Regions from separate parts of the Mus musculus genome. Here all the other regions are linked to region 3. Evidence: chromatin contacts called from public HiChIP or PLAC-seq data. All regions are on one chromosome and are shown on one strand. Each heading gives the region's core, a stretch centred on a gene start, on an enhancer-like site or on the middle of the called end of the contact. The rest is flanking DNA. Distances are from core to core; before and after follow the strand shown.

Region 1 (4,322 bases), core at 658-3,157, 940 kb after region 3:
AAAACAAGTCAAATTAAAAAAGACAAAACCGCTAAATATCCACAAAGACATCTACCTCTGAATGCACAGAAAGCTTTAATCACAACAGTTCTAACTGACAAAATCCAAATGTCCAGCAGCTGGCCCAGGCTTCAGCAAACAATGGGCTCTCTGGCCTGCGGAGCCAGCCAGCTGCCCTGCCAAATCCACCCACTTGACTAATAGTGGACTTCAATGTTTGCCACAAATATCCATGTGGCTCGAAAGCCTCTAACATTTATTACAGAAAAGTCTCTCAACTTGCCAGTGGAAAAAATCAACATATTGTCAAACGCTTGCCATATAAGGAGGTGAGTGTGTGCATCCTGAGTGACTATCACAAGCTGCAGCAGCAGGCTATGTGGGCACATGCCTGTAATCCCAGCACTGGGCTGGAAAGAGAGGCATCCCAAGCCATCAATGGCAACAGACCCTGTCTGTGTGTAGATGTGTGCACATGCATGTGCCTTCACTAGTGTCTTTCCTTAGGAACCACCATCCACCTTGTTTTCTGAGACAGGATCTCTCATTGGGTTGGTTCCCATCAAGTTAAGTTAGTTTGGTGGCCAGCAAGCTCCAGGGATTCCAGTCTCTGCTTTCCAGCACTGAGATGACAAACATACAGCACTAGGCTTTTGGTTTTTTTAAATTCGTATTCTGAGATTGAATTCAGGTCTTTACGCTTACAGTGCAAACATTTTACTAACTAATCCATCTTCCCAGCTCCAGACCCTTTCTAAAAAGTGTAAAACCAGCCAGGCATGGTGGTAAGTGCTACTGGTCCCAGTGGAGGCAGGCAGAGCTACATAGCAAGTTCCAGGGCAGCCAGGACTACATGGAGACCCTCTCTAAAAAAAAAAAAAAAAAAAATTAATTAATTTTTTTAAAATGTAAAAGCCAAGGTCTGGAAGGATGGCTCAGCCATTAAGAGCACTTGCTGGTCATTCGGGGACTGTAGTTTGGTTGCCAGCATCCCCTTTTGGCAGCTCTGGGGCATTTGAGACCTTTGTAGGCACACACACACACACACACACACACACACACACACACACATTCATCATCCACTTAAACAGACATACACACAAACACACTTTTAGAAAAGAGTGAAAGCTAGCCAGCTGCCTGTGGCATATGGTAGTAATCTCAGTGCTTGGGAGGATAAAGCAGGAGGATTGTGGCAAACTGGAGGTCAGTCAGGGCTATGTCGTGAATTCTAGGCCACAGTGAGACAGTTAAAAAAGGAAAAACCAAGAGGGGCGTGGTGGCACACGCCTGTAAGTCCTGCTTCGCAGAGGCTGGCTTATCTCTGCGAGTTCAACGCCAGTCTGGTCTACAGTAGAGTTTTAGGGCAGTCAAGGTTACAGAATAAAACCCTGCCTATAAACAAAACAAATGCAATTCAAGGTTTTGCAAAACTGCGCAAGTGAGAGAGGGCCTGGTGGGTGGAGTCCCCAGGAGAAAAGGCTCTGGCTTCCAGCCCGCAGGGCAGGGCAGGGCAGGGCGTCGGAGGTTTCCTGCAAACGCTACGCGGGGACAACTGAGAAGAGGATGTGTTTGGGAGCCCACTGCTCCTTCAGCAGGAGTCGGATCTTCTGGGCCCACTGAAGCCCTGCCTGGAACTCAGCGCGCGCGTGCGCCTCTGCACAGAATCCTAATTCTAACGCCACCGGAGAGGAGCAGCCTCCCTAGGTGCGGCCCCTCAAGTCCCAGCGCGCCCGCTCCGCCCACTGACGCCACACGTCCCGCCCTTTCCCCGCCCCCCGCAGGGCCGTGGCGGGTCAGCGGCCTCCCCATTGGCCTGGAGCTTCAGCAGGCGCGCTTGGGATTGACGGACGTTCGCGTCGCTCCCGCCTCCGATCCCGGCGCGGCGCGCGATTGGCTGTAGATGTGGGGAGTCTTCGGTCCCGGGCCTGGGCGGTGCGGACGAGGCCTGAGGCGGCGGCGCGAGGCAGGTGAGCTGCGGCCAGCGGGCTGTAGGGGACGAGTAGGCGGGTGGGCGCTGCGGACTCCTCTCGGGTACTAGGGACTGTCTCAGGGCGGGCCGGGATGTAGGTTGCAGGGATGGCCCCAAGTGGGAACCGCCAACTGGCCACGACGCGCGTGACGCCCTTCGCGTTGCCAGGCCGCGCGCGCCCCGGCGCCCTGAGTCCAGTTGTCTCGTGTGCCCGGGCACTCTGGTTCCCCTTCGCCCCGGACCCCTGCGTGTTGGGTTCCGGGGTCTCCTGCCACCCGTCGAGGCGCACCCACGCAGGCGCCATCCCCGGGGCGCTCCCTTCTGGGGCACAGGTGTTGTAGGTGCGGCGATGGGCGCGGGCCCGGTAGCGAGTCCCTGGCCTGCACACCCTGCCACCAGCTTGTTATCCCGTGTTAGTTGCCTTCGCCCCCAGCCCGGCACGCAGGACGGTACCAAAGCTGGCCCGCTGGAGCTTTTTTGGATGCAGCCGGGGGGACCCGATGCAGTCAGCCCGGCGAACTTTGGTGCTCCCCGCTGTGTAGAGTGAAGTGTAGTCCTGCGGTGTGCGCTTCGCGCCTCCTGGACCAAATACTAATTAGATTTTACCATTCCGTCCATTGCACCGGTGTCGAATTTTAACCTGACTGTTCATACATTTTAGATCTCTCCTAAGGTCTTTTCTTTTTTCTTTCTGCGTCCCAACCTCATGTTCCTTTTCGGTCCTTTGTTTGTGTCAGGAGACAGGGTCTCATTTACGTACTTCTGACTGTCTCGGCTGTGTAGACCAGGCTGGTCTCACAAAGATCCAGACTGTGTCTGCTTCCTAAGTGCTGGGGTAAAAGGGATGTGTGCAACTAAGCTGGCATCTTGAAACAGGTCCTCAGATAGCCCAGGCCCGCCTAGAATTGACTATATAGTAGAAGATGATCTTGAGTTCCTAACCCTCTTGCTTCCACGTACCTAGGATTAGATCACAGGTGTGCACAGCCCTGTGGGTCCAGCCCTGGGTATGTTCTTGAGCAGAGTTGCAGTAATTTCTGGTTCTTCTCTCTTTTGGTTTCCTCGGCCAGGCCAGTCTTGAACTCTTTGCTTTTTCGAGACAGGGTTTCTCTATACAGCTCTGGTGATCCTGGAACACCCAGAGATCCACCTGCCTCTGAACCCAAGTGCTGGGATTGAAGGCGTGTGCCACCACTGCCCGGCTCAGGCCGGCACTTTTATAGCGTGCAGGCTGTGGAGAACTCTACCCAGGCTGTGGGGACTGGGCATGAGTCTATGCTCTAGTCACCAGAGGGTCTGATAGGATCGTCTGCCCTACCTTTTTGGTCGTTAGGTTTTTGTTGGGGGTAGGTCTTTGGTAGCTCCAGCAGGCTCTTAGTTGCAATCTGGGTGCTGTGCTTCCAGCTCCCCAGTGCTGGGGTCACAGGTGTGTGGTCCCATGTCCTCACTGGAGAGTTGGGCCAGAGATTTGGAGAGGTACTTTTTATTTCCCGAAGGTTGGCGGCCTCAGTTTATTTATTTACCCTTTGTTTTTCCTGGGAGAGAGCAGAAAGGGGATGAATGTGAAAGCCAGCTGCTGTGTGTGCTTGCGTGCGTGCATGCGTGGGTGGGTGGGTGACTCCCCTTTTAACTGTATACAGCGTTATGCAACTATCACCATTATCTAGTTCCACGGCTTTTCACCACCTTAAAGGTAAAGCCAGAGCCCACCCGCTTTCCTCCTCCCTGTCCGTTAGCTTCTGCTTACAGCCTGTGTGTGCGCCTGTTCTAGTTAACTCATTTAAGGCTCATCCGTGCTGTGTAGCATGTGCCCCTACTCTATTACTTTCTGTGGCTGAATTGTTTCCCACTGTATGGACCTATTAAATATTTAACAAATACTTTCTATCACATTTTATTCACATGAATGTTTGCTGAGGTCAGGGGACAATTTACTGGAGTCACTTGTTTCCTTCGCCTGTGTAACTCCTGGGGGGGACTAAACTCAGGTCATCAAGTGTGGTCGCAGTCACACTGAACCTCCTCGAAGGCCTTATTAAATCCTCTTTATCCACATCAGTGGATTTAGTGCTGCCAGGAACATGGGAACAAGTTTGTGTTTGAACACCTGTTTTCGTGTGTGTGTGTGTGTGTGTGTGTGTGTGTGTGTGTGTGTGAGAGAGAGAGAGATTGTGGAGGCCTAAGGTTGATGTAGGGTGCCTATCTCAATCATTCTCTATCTTTGTTTTTAATCTTTTTTTTTGTGTTTTGTTTTTTGTTTTCTTCAAGACAGGGTCTCACTTTGTAGTTCCAGCTGTCCTGGTTCTGTAGACCAGGCTGGTCCCTGAACTCAAAGATTCTCCTGCCTAAA
Region 2 (4,761 bases), core at 1,364-3,863, 510 kb after region 3:
TACAGAATGGAGGAGCTGGGGAGATGGAAAGGATGCTGTGGGGCACGGGGATGAAAGAGTGAGGAAAGGAAGCAGGCTGGGCAGTGTGATGGAGGAGGCTGCCTAGGAAACTGTGGTAGTCTGATGCTTTGTAGCTGTGATTAAAAGAAAAACAACACACTGACCCAGAGCAACTAAGAGAATAGAGGGTGTCTGTGGCTTATAGGCCATCATTGAGAGAAGTCAAGGCAGGAGCTATAAGGAGGAACCTAGAAGCAGGATGTAAAATGCAGAAACCGTGAAGGAACACTGCTCACTGGCTTGACACCCATGGATGGCTCGGCTTGCTTTTTTTATACAACCCAGGACCACCTGGCCAAGGGTGACACTACCCACAGGACCTGTGCCCTCTCACATCAGTAATTAATGCCTCATAGACATACCAAAGACCAGTCTTATGGACGCAATTCCTCAACTAAGGTTCCCTTTTCCAATGTTGTGTTAAGTTGACAAAGACTAGCCAGAGGGGTTGGGGGGGGGGTGGGGACCTTTCACTGGGCACAGTGATGGGACATAGGAGCAAGTGAAGAGAACACTTCTGGCCTTGTGGCTGATGACATTTGAGGACCCACTACCTTTCAGATCTTTCCATACCTGTGGGCTGGGACTGAGGTGCCATCAATAGTGTGGGGAAGGGCTACCCTAAGTGGGCCTCACATGAGGAAGGAGATCTGACTTAGAATATCCTGGACAGTCAAGTTACTATGCAGTTAGTAGCTGTGGGTGGTTGCCTGTCTGGGCGATTGAGTACTTAGAAATAGCTTGGATGCCCATAGGTGGCTGTGTGACTGTGGGCAGTATTGTAGCTGGGTGATTTTGTGTCTGGGACAGTTGGCTGTGTGACAAGGTTAGGTTCTGCAGCTTGGTGGGTGGTCTGGGTGTCTGTGGGCAGCTGGATGGCTGTATGTAAATGCCACCTCTTGAGCACACATCATGTTCTTTAATCTTCCTGGAGATCACATATGTGTATTATTTTTTTTTTGTGACGGACTTTTCTTCACGGAGAAGAACAAAGCTTGAACAGGTGAGAGTAAACAAGGCCCAGGCCACAGGCCAGGGATGAAGCCAGGATTCCTGGCTTAGGTGCCAGGCCCTTGGGGCACTACCGCTTAGAAGAAAGGCTGCCTGAGCCTGGAGCCAGATATTGTGTGGTGAAAAGACATAACCACTCTAGTCCAGGCTGGTCTGGAACTCACTCTTTAGCTCAGGTTGGCCTTCAATATGCAGTAATCCTCCTGCATCAGGCTCTTGAGTGCTGAGCTAAGACTGTCGGCGAATGCCACCATGTCCAGTGCCTCTGGGGCTTTCCGTAGTGTTGTACAGTATGCTGGTGATCTCAGTAGTCTACACTGAACCAAGCACTGTGGCCCTTTGACACACTTGTATGACTCACTGTCCACTGAGGTCACAGTAGGAACCTTATACCCCAGACTGAGTCTAGTTAGTCCTCATGATAGACATCCGAGGATTGTGGGTGTCCTCGAATGCTTTCTGTGCAGATTGTGGCCTTGGCCTTGGCTGGTCAGGAGGTAGGAGGTGGCAGGTAACAGAGTGATACCTACAGCTCATCTGGCCCAGCCTAGATCCAGGGATGTCTTGCTCAGAACCCTTTGAGGTAAGAGTCTGTCCTGATAGCCCGGCACACTACAGGCCCCTTTTCTCTTTGTGTTCCTTTGCTTGGTGACAGGAAGCCTGGTCACCAGTAAGAAGGCGTTGGGGAAGAGCTGGCAGAAGGTGAAGAAGGAAGGGTGGGATGGAGACATTATTCATTTCACAGAAACTCAAGTTTGGCCCCAAAAGCAGATGTTATGCGCGAAGGAAGGAAAATGCAGAGTGCCTGAAACAGGGCTGGAGAGATGGCTCAGCAACTGAGAGAACTGGTTGCTCTTACCCAGCCCTCAGCACCCACATGCAGCTCATAACATCTGTAACTCTAGCCTCAGATTATCTGATGCCCTCTTCTCATCTCCATGGGCACCAGACACATTTGTGGCACACTTAAATCTGGGGATTAAAAAGGTATCTGAGACAGTAGAAACATTTGAGGCAGAGATCTCATGCTGGGGGTTAGCCATCTACTCCAAAAAGGGCAGGGCCCTGTTCAACATTAGGACGGAGAGAGAAAACTGGGAGGGAAATAAGAGAGTTTCAGATGCTGGGCCCACCCTGGAAGGAGGCCTAGTGTGGTCCTGGACTGAGGAGGAGATGTCAGAGAAGTTCTAAAGTCAGGAAGGGACATATGAACATGTTCCTGGAGTGGGCAGGGAATCTCGTGTGTTCCTGGGGTGGGCAGGGAACCTCTGTGTGTTCCTGGGGTGGACAGAAGGCCTCAGTGTGTTCCTGGGGAGGGCAGGAGACCTCAGTGTGTTCCTGCGGTGGGCAGGGAACCTCTGTGTATTCCTGGGGTAGGCAAGGGACCTTAATGCAGTCTGACAAGTCAAACAGAACATCACACAGGGGTGGCCATGGCAAGGCTCAGCAACACTCAGGTTTGAAGCCCAGTGAACAGGGTTAGAGATTTCTAAGGATCAGCTGGCCTGCTGGTGAACAGCTCATACTTTGGCTGCTCTGTGCCTTCTCCAGGCCCCCAAAGCAAACAGATTGCCCAATCCTGGTCACGGGTGTGGAGCCAACAGAGGCCTGGGCCTGGCCAGAAGTAGACAAGGACCCTTTTGTATGTACTGTCAGCTTACACTGGCCTCCCAGCCTGTGCCCATCCTTGGCTGTTTTAAGGCCTGGCCTCCTAGCTTTCTGATGCTTCCATGTGCTCTTGAATAGGGACTAAAGGTCAGAGCTTAAACCTTCAGTCACTCATCAAGGGGCAGCCTGAACCCCTTCATATTATCTGGGTTGCCCTGTGACTCACCATGCTCAAGAGATCTGGCCTCTGGGAGATGGACTTGTCTGACAGAGTCATCAGGGAAGGCTCCCTGTTTGGTATGGTTCAGCTTTCTCAGCTGAGCCATCATGAGGAAGACATACTTCCTGTCCCATGAGACCATCAACACAGAACCGTGCAGAGGCAGTTTAGAGGGGAGTAGACCTCATTGTAAGGGGAGCACATTCAGGCAGTGGAACATAGAACTCTGGAGGGTCTAGGGACAGGCAGGGTAACCCTACCACCAGCTCTATGTACCATATGTGCAGAGCCGCTTTGTAGCCAGCCACTCTGGCTAGTCTAGAATGGTGGTTCTCAGCCTTCCTGACACTGTGGCCCTTGTACACAACTCCTTGTGTTGTGGTGAACCCTCAACCATTAAGTTATCTCATTGCTACTTCATGGTTGTAATTTCTCTACGGTTATGAATTACAGTGTAAATAAACTTCTGGCTTGCAGGATATCTGATATGCAACTACTGTGAAAGGGTCATTCAACCCCAAAGAACAGCCAAGGATAGGCACAGGTTGAGAACCACTGGTCTAGAAGGCAGTGTTCATGAGGATCTGGAGCAGCCGGGTCATGAGCAGGCACAGATTTTGAAGAGAGCACCTCAAACTAGGATTGAAGGTAGAGATTGGCCACAGACCACAGGCACAACCTGTGACTTCACATGAGACTTTGAAAGCTGCCTAAGTCACTTTCTGAATGGCATCTGATGAGAACATGGGCTATGGCACTCTTTTATCTACTGCTCCCTGCAATACACTAAGCAGCAAGAACAAGAGGTGGCCCCTGATGACATCAGAGGCAAGGCTACAGACATAGGGTCAAGAATGAGACCAAGAACATGGCAATTGGTAGGGACCAGGGAATGAGAACATGCTATGAGTGATGGGGTGGGCCTCACCAGGGCACTGGCGTGAAGATGGAGGGAACCAGGTTTACAGCAGCCCAGCAGCACCTCTGGACATCTTGAGAGACTCTGTCTGATTCCTCAAGCCTCTCATTGAAGCCTGTGGTCTGATTTCCCAGGCACTGTTGCAGGAAGCAGATGTCTAATGGGGAAAGCCCCTAAGGGCTTGGGGTAATATTGAGTGGGTTGCCACTGGTATTTGCTGAGGGCTTGGAGACCCAGGGTTCAGGTCTGAGCAATGCAGAGTGGAGAGGCTCAGTGTACCTGGGACGTGGGGGGCACCCAATGTGAAGAAAGTACACATTATGCATGGAACATGCTGGGTGAGAGTATACAGCTATGTGTACATATATATGTATATGTGGTTGTATACATAAGTATGTATTCCATGTACATTCATGTGTTTGCATATTTCATGCACGTGTTCTTATATGAGTATATTTTGCACATGTGTAGGTATGTATTATATGTGTATTCTTATATGTACAGGTATGTATTACATATATAGGTTCATGTGCATTGTCTATGTATGCTTCTTTGTGGGGGTATCTATTGTAGGCGCTCATATTTATTACATGTGTGTGCTTGTGTGTATGGGTGTTTATTATGTATGCTTCTATATGTGGGTTATTGCATTGTTCCTGTCTAGTGCATGTGTGTTTGTAGGCTACATGTACATACATGTGGGTGAGCATATGAACATTTCTGTGGTCCAGGGCCAAAATAGTAACTAACTCCACTGTAGCAGCTGGGACCTGGACTTGTGGAGCAAATGATGTTGGGGGTGGACATATCCTTGCAGTAACTTTGCAGAAGGGGCTGTTGGTGTCGAGGGAGTTTCTCTGTTGCTTTCTTTGGAGCACCGTCTGTGACCTTCCTGCCTTGGAGAGCACCACAATGGCTCAGGTGTAGACCGTTGAGTCATTTC
Region 3 (4,793 bases), core at 1,842-4,341:
GCATGGCCCGGCGCTCCTCCTCACACAGCTGCTTTCCTGGGGACAGAAACACATGCTCATCAACACTGGAAAGCTTGCTTCAGCTCCCACAAGTCTTTATCAGCACATGGAGTGTTTAATTGGCAAAGTGCTTTGCCCGGAGTAAACTGAGTAAATGTTATCTTTTGCCGAGGGTTACAGATAACAACGGTTAATGCTGGGTGCTGTGGTCTGTGCTAACCCAGATGGTGTCTGTTAACTGTTAATATGCATAACAAGCCATGAGATGTTACTTCGTAGTTTTAGAGAGGACAGAAGCTCAGAGAGATGAAGGAACTTTCTCAAGATCACAGAGCTAGTAAGCGTGTGTGTGTGTGTGTGTGTGTGTGTGGTGTGTGTGTGTGTGTGTGTGTGTACACGTGTGTGTGTGTCCACTGCCTACCTCGAGTCTCTGTCTGTGATCCTGGATGACTAGCCAGGTACCCAGGAGAGCCAGCCAGGTACTGCAGGTCACCTATTAAGGTAGGGCTGGCACTACTTGGAAGCTGTTCTCACTGTCCTGCCCTTTCCTTTCCCTGTCCCTCCCAGGGGATAAGGTCTCAGCCTGGCAGGTGACCCACCAGCCTGTGCATGTTCCGGGGTCCACACAAGCCTCACAGCAAGGAAGTCTTGGAGGTTGTTGAGCAGCGTGTAGGTGACAGTGAAACGCTCGTAGGTCCGAACAGGGGACTCACAAGAAGCAGTCATCACAAAGCAGGGGCGGTCTAGGCGGACACTGGGCAGGCTAGGAGCAGTGAGAGAGGAGGCTGGATGTACGTGTTAGGCAGAGGTGAGCGGGAGAGCGCCTGGTGGGTCTCCCACGCACTCACCGGTAGTGGGTGTAAATGCTCTGGGTGAAGGGCAGCTTCGGCGTGGACCACTGAACCACGGCAATCAAGGGGACTTCAAGGCCCTGCAGATGGGACAAAGGGAGACTTGGGATGTTCAGAGGCTCGTGGCCTTTCCCTTCCATTGTGTTTTCTTTGAGCCTAGGACTTCTCTCCAACTGCTCATATAGCTGGGGATGACCTGAGCCTCCTGCTACCTCCCAAGTGCTAGGATCCCAGGCGCAATGCCACTATGCCAGATTTATGCAATGCTGAGGGTAGAACCCTGGACTCTATGCTTGCTAAGCAAGCACTCTACCAACCCAACAGTTCCCACAGTGGTCGTCACTTCTGTGATCACACCAGCTCACCTCCTTGGCCCCAGGAGGGGGCTGCTCACCCCCTCTCAGCTGGAACAGGAAGTTGTGTTCCTCCAGGGCACTAAGTGGACAGGGGAAGTAGCCAGATGTTCCAGGAAGCCGACAGAAGGATCCCATGGAGACTTCCCCAGACTGGTGACTAGTTCAGAAGAAAGAAAGGCAGGACATGAGCTTGCCACTTCCCATCTCTGTCCCCAACCACGCCACAGCTCTGCCTCCTGCCCCAGAACCTCACCAGACATTGTCCACCAGCAGCACAGAGCCATCAGGCATGACAGGTAGATAACTGGCATTGAAGTTGGGGAGGATTCGGATATCCCAGATGGAGATCTCTTCCTGGGAAGAGCTATTCAGCACTGTGCGGGAACAAGCCCAGCTCAGAGTAGTGAGAACCCTCCTACCCCAACTCCACCTTTACCTAACATACTGGACCCATTCCCTTGCTGCTAGTCAAGCCTTGCGCCAGCAGATCTGCTCACCCTTGAGCACGGTCAAGTGCTTTCCAGCCACAGTGAACTGCCGGCATTTCAGAACTGGAGGGGGCAGCAGCGTCAATAGGGTGCTCACTGCAGAGAAAGGATGTGGCAGGAAATCAAGACCTCCACATCACAGTGTGGCACCCTCTAATCTACTCCTCTCCGAGCTCCAGCTTTCCCCCTCTCCCCCACCTTGGGCCTTGAAGGCGCTCTGTTCTCCACGGAAAGTCTCCCCAGGAGATCGAGTCTGTAGCAAGCGCAGGTAGCCTTGATCTCTGACTTCTGGTGCCTCGACCTCCCGCTTCCACACGGTCACTACAATCTAGGTACAGGAGCCATCGGACCATGATCACGAGGGGTCTTAAAATGTCATCTGAATTATAGGGCAACAGCCTCAGCTCTGTTATCCTACCTTGGCCTTGGGTGTCCCTGGGGGCAGTCTATCCAGTGAAACGGTGAGTGGGAAGATGACTTCATCTGTGGACACAATCGGTTCTTCCACAGGCAGCTAGGGGTTATATGAAAGGGGTGAAAATGTCAGGATGGCGGCAAAGATTCAGGCTCCTTTAACGTTTCTGCAAGACAGAGCAAGTCTTTATGCCCACCCCTTCTTGAAATCATATGCCTCCCGTCTTAGGTTCCTCTGCAGGACAGGACAATGCTGTCATCTGCCTCCTACATCAGGTCCCTAAGGAATCCATGCTCCAAACTATCTTTCTAGCTTCCAGCAAACCTCCCCTCAGCCCTTGTCACCCAGAGATCCTCACCGTGGTCGCGCCCCCTGAGGTAGCAGGGCCCTGGCCGTGGGTGAGAAGGGGGCTGCAACCTCGAAACAAACCCCCGCCCCCCGGGTCCCCTCCCCCCGGGGGGTCAGCATCCTGGTCGCCGGCGCTGCCGCACCCTGGCAGCGCTCCTCCTGCGCTGACCGAGGCCAGGGCGGCCAGGGAGGTCGCCAGCTCGGTCCAGGCCCCTCGGGATGCCAAGCCCGCGCCGCCCCCAACGCCAGCCCCCACGCTGCCTCGGCAGCGCAGCACCAGCAGAAAGCGGACTGTCTCCCCCAGGTACAGATGGTTGCGCCGGGGCAGCGCCCGGTACCGGCCCGGGTCCCCGGCCAGCTCGGCGCGTGGCGGTAGCGGCACAGCCGGAAAGTACATCGAGTAGTCGCATTGGGACTCCATTGGGTGGGGAGGACGATGCGACCCGAGACCGGGCCGGCAGGGAGCCACGGGACCGGGGGAGCTCGGCCTGCGAGTCCAGACACCGGAGGACCGCGGCTCCGCCCGGCAGGCAGCGGGACACACCAGCCTGGCCCGGAAACCAGAGAAACGAACCCGGAACCTAGACCCAGCAGCGCCAGACCAGGAGTGCGGGCGCTGAATGACTGGAGAGAAAGCGGAAGCGGAAGGAAGGGGGCGTGGCCTCCGAGGCTTCTTGGCTGAGTCGAGGGGTGAGTGCGGGCTGCTGAGGAACCTTTAAGGATGCTAGACTGGCTTCTTTGGGTAGAATTTATTTTTATTTGTCTCCGCCTCCCTCCTTTCCTTTCTTTCTCTTCTTCCCTCTCTCTCTTGCTTTCTTCCCTGACTTTCTCTTTCTGTTCCCTCTCTCCCACGCTTCTTCCCTTTTATGACAGCATTTCTTGTAGCCCGAGCTGGCCTTAAACTTCCTCTAAAGCTGAGGATGAATTCAAATTTTTGCTCCTTTTGCCTCCATTCTCCGGAGCGCTGGCATTACAGGTATGTGCCATCAGGTCTGACTTATGCAGGGCTGGGCGTTGAGCCCAGGGCTTCATGAATGCTAGGTAAGCATTCTGCAAACTGAGCCACACCGCTGCCTTTTTTTTTTCTGATATTTTGTTGTTGTTGTTGTTATTATTGGTGATGTGTGTGTGTATGTGTGTTACTGGAATGCCTGAGCCTCAACCTCATGCTAGCCAGTCGTTTTACCAACAGCTGTATCCCCAGCATTGAGGGAATACTGAAAGAAAAGAAAGACCCCATTACTTAGCCTAATTTCTGTCCAATAAAAGATTCTCCATCACTTCTCCTTTTAGAGCCCTACATAGAACAAAGAACTGGGGGCAGGGGAGATGGCTCTTTGGTTAAGAGCCCTTGCTGTTCTTGCAGGGGACCAGGGGTTGGGTCTCAACACCCACATGGTGGCTCACAATATTTGGTAACTCCAGTTCCAGGAGATCTGTGGACACCAGGTACATTTACACATGTAGGCAAAACACTCATACACATAAAATAAAATAAGTCTAATAACCTTTTAAAAAATAAGTAAACGTTTCGTAGCATTTATTCATCCAACAAATATTTTGATAGTGAAATTAGCACAGCTCCATAACAAATATTTCGTAGAGAAATGGACATATATCATGCCCCAAACTTTCTCTGTGTCGCTGTCATCTTTTGCCCCTCCAGGGGGTTTTGAGGAACTGCTACATGAATCTGTCTTGAGGCTTGAAGTGGCAAAGTTAGGGGTTGGGGGAGGCAACAGATTCTGCTGGGATTTCTAGAGGAAGTCCAGACAACAACAGTCTCATCTTAGAGCAAACTTCCTGTTCCTTCCAAGGGAAATACATACGCACCTAGAGGTCCTCCACCCGTCGCATATGTCCTAATTTGTAGTCTGATACCTATGGGGACAGTAGCCTTGAGGTCTTGAGAGGCGAGGAGACTGTAGGAGGAAACTGCTTAGCATCAAGTTTATCCTTATACTGTAGCTCTGGAGTAGCCAAGCGTTCACATTCCTCTTTGTCTTTCTGGTTTAGTCCACTCTGAAGTACATAGCCCAATACCTTAGCTGAACCAAACTGTAAAGGACGGAGCTTTGCATCAGCGATGTATTTGGGGTCTAAAGCCTCACCTCCCACCAAGCAACGTTTAGCCAGAGCTTCTCTTCGAGCCCGGAGCTCAGCCACAGCACGTTGCAGTCGACTCCTGCCATACTGTTCTATCCGCGCCCACAGACTACGGTTGAAGTGAATATAAAGAGCCCAATCCAAGTTATTCCAAGCTCGGGCCTGTTTGGTTAGCTGCTGATCTTCACCAGTCACCACAGTCTTATTGGCAGTTCTGATAAGACTCTGC

What was found. HiChIP or PLAC-seq counts read pairs in DNA pulled down with a chosen protein or histone mark.
Region 1: a FOXA1 HiChIP or PLAC-seq map of pancreatic cancer cells shows a contact between it and region 3. The contact joins the promoter of Sun1 here to the promoter of 6330418K02Rik in region 3. A contact is called at or near these places in 3 of 39 promoter capture datasets (the C10 cell line, cranial neural crest and hippocampal neurons), 5 of 115 datasets of contacts at active chromatin or transcription factors (bone marrow-derived macrophages, embryonic stem cells, large pre-B cells and 2 more) and 1 of 9 other capture datasets (adipose tissue).
Region 2: a contact with region 3 is called in an H3K4me3 HiChIP or PLAC-seq map of bone marrow-derived macrophages, with 2.8 times the contacts expected there. The contact joins the enhancer-like site here to the promoter of 6330418K02Rik in region 3. A contact is called at or near these places in 3 of 39 promoter capture datasets (hippocampal neurons, neural stem cells and stem cell-derived epiblast-like cells), 3 of 115 datasets of contacts at active chromatin or transcription factors (bone marrow-derived macrophages and embryonic stem cells) and 1 of 9 other capture datasets (macrophages).

What each region holds. Positions count from the first base shown.
Region 1 is chr5:139,198,730-139,203,051 of GRCm38.p6, forward strand. Sun1 (Sad1 and UNC84 domain containing 1) reads left to right here and starts at 1,908. Exons shown (of 23, transcript NM_024451.2): 1 at 1,908-1,970.
Region 2 is chr5:138,773,873-138,778,633 of GRCm38.p6, forward strand. The region is part of intron 3 of Fam20c (family with sequence similarity 20, member C); the gene reads left to right. Among named protein-coding and RNA genes, the nearest start is that of Fam20c, 21 kb to the left of the region's middle. Within about 2 kb of position 2,614, at least 89 of the 459 cell types and tissues checked have an H3K27ac peak or open chromatin away from gene starts, as enhancers often do. A contact at or near this core is called in bone marrow-derived macrophages and macrophages, where this site is marked.
Region 3 is chr5:138,260,954-138,265,746 of GRCm38.p6, forward strand. It overlaps 6330418K02Rik (RIKEN cDNA 6330418K02 gene), which reads left to right and starts at 3,092. Exons shown (of 3, transcript NR_045821.1): 1 at 3,092-3,148. Map11 (microtubule associated protein 11) reads right to left here and starts at 3,099. Exons shown (of 11, transcript NM_153161.3): 1 at 2,469-3,099; 2 at 2,114-2,209; 3 at 1,894-2,023; 4 at 1,705-1,791; 5 at 1,461-1,581; 6 at 1,217-1,364; 7 at 849-931; 8 at 600-763; 9 at 1-36. The coding sequence starts at 2,879. It overlaps Gal3st4 (galactose-3-O-sulfotransferase 4), which reads right to left. Exons shown (of 4, transcript NM_001347507.1): 4 at 3,968-4,793. The coding sequence ends at 4,340.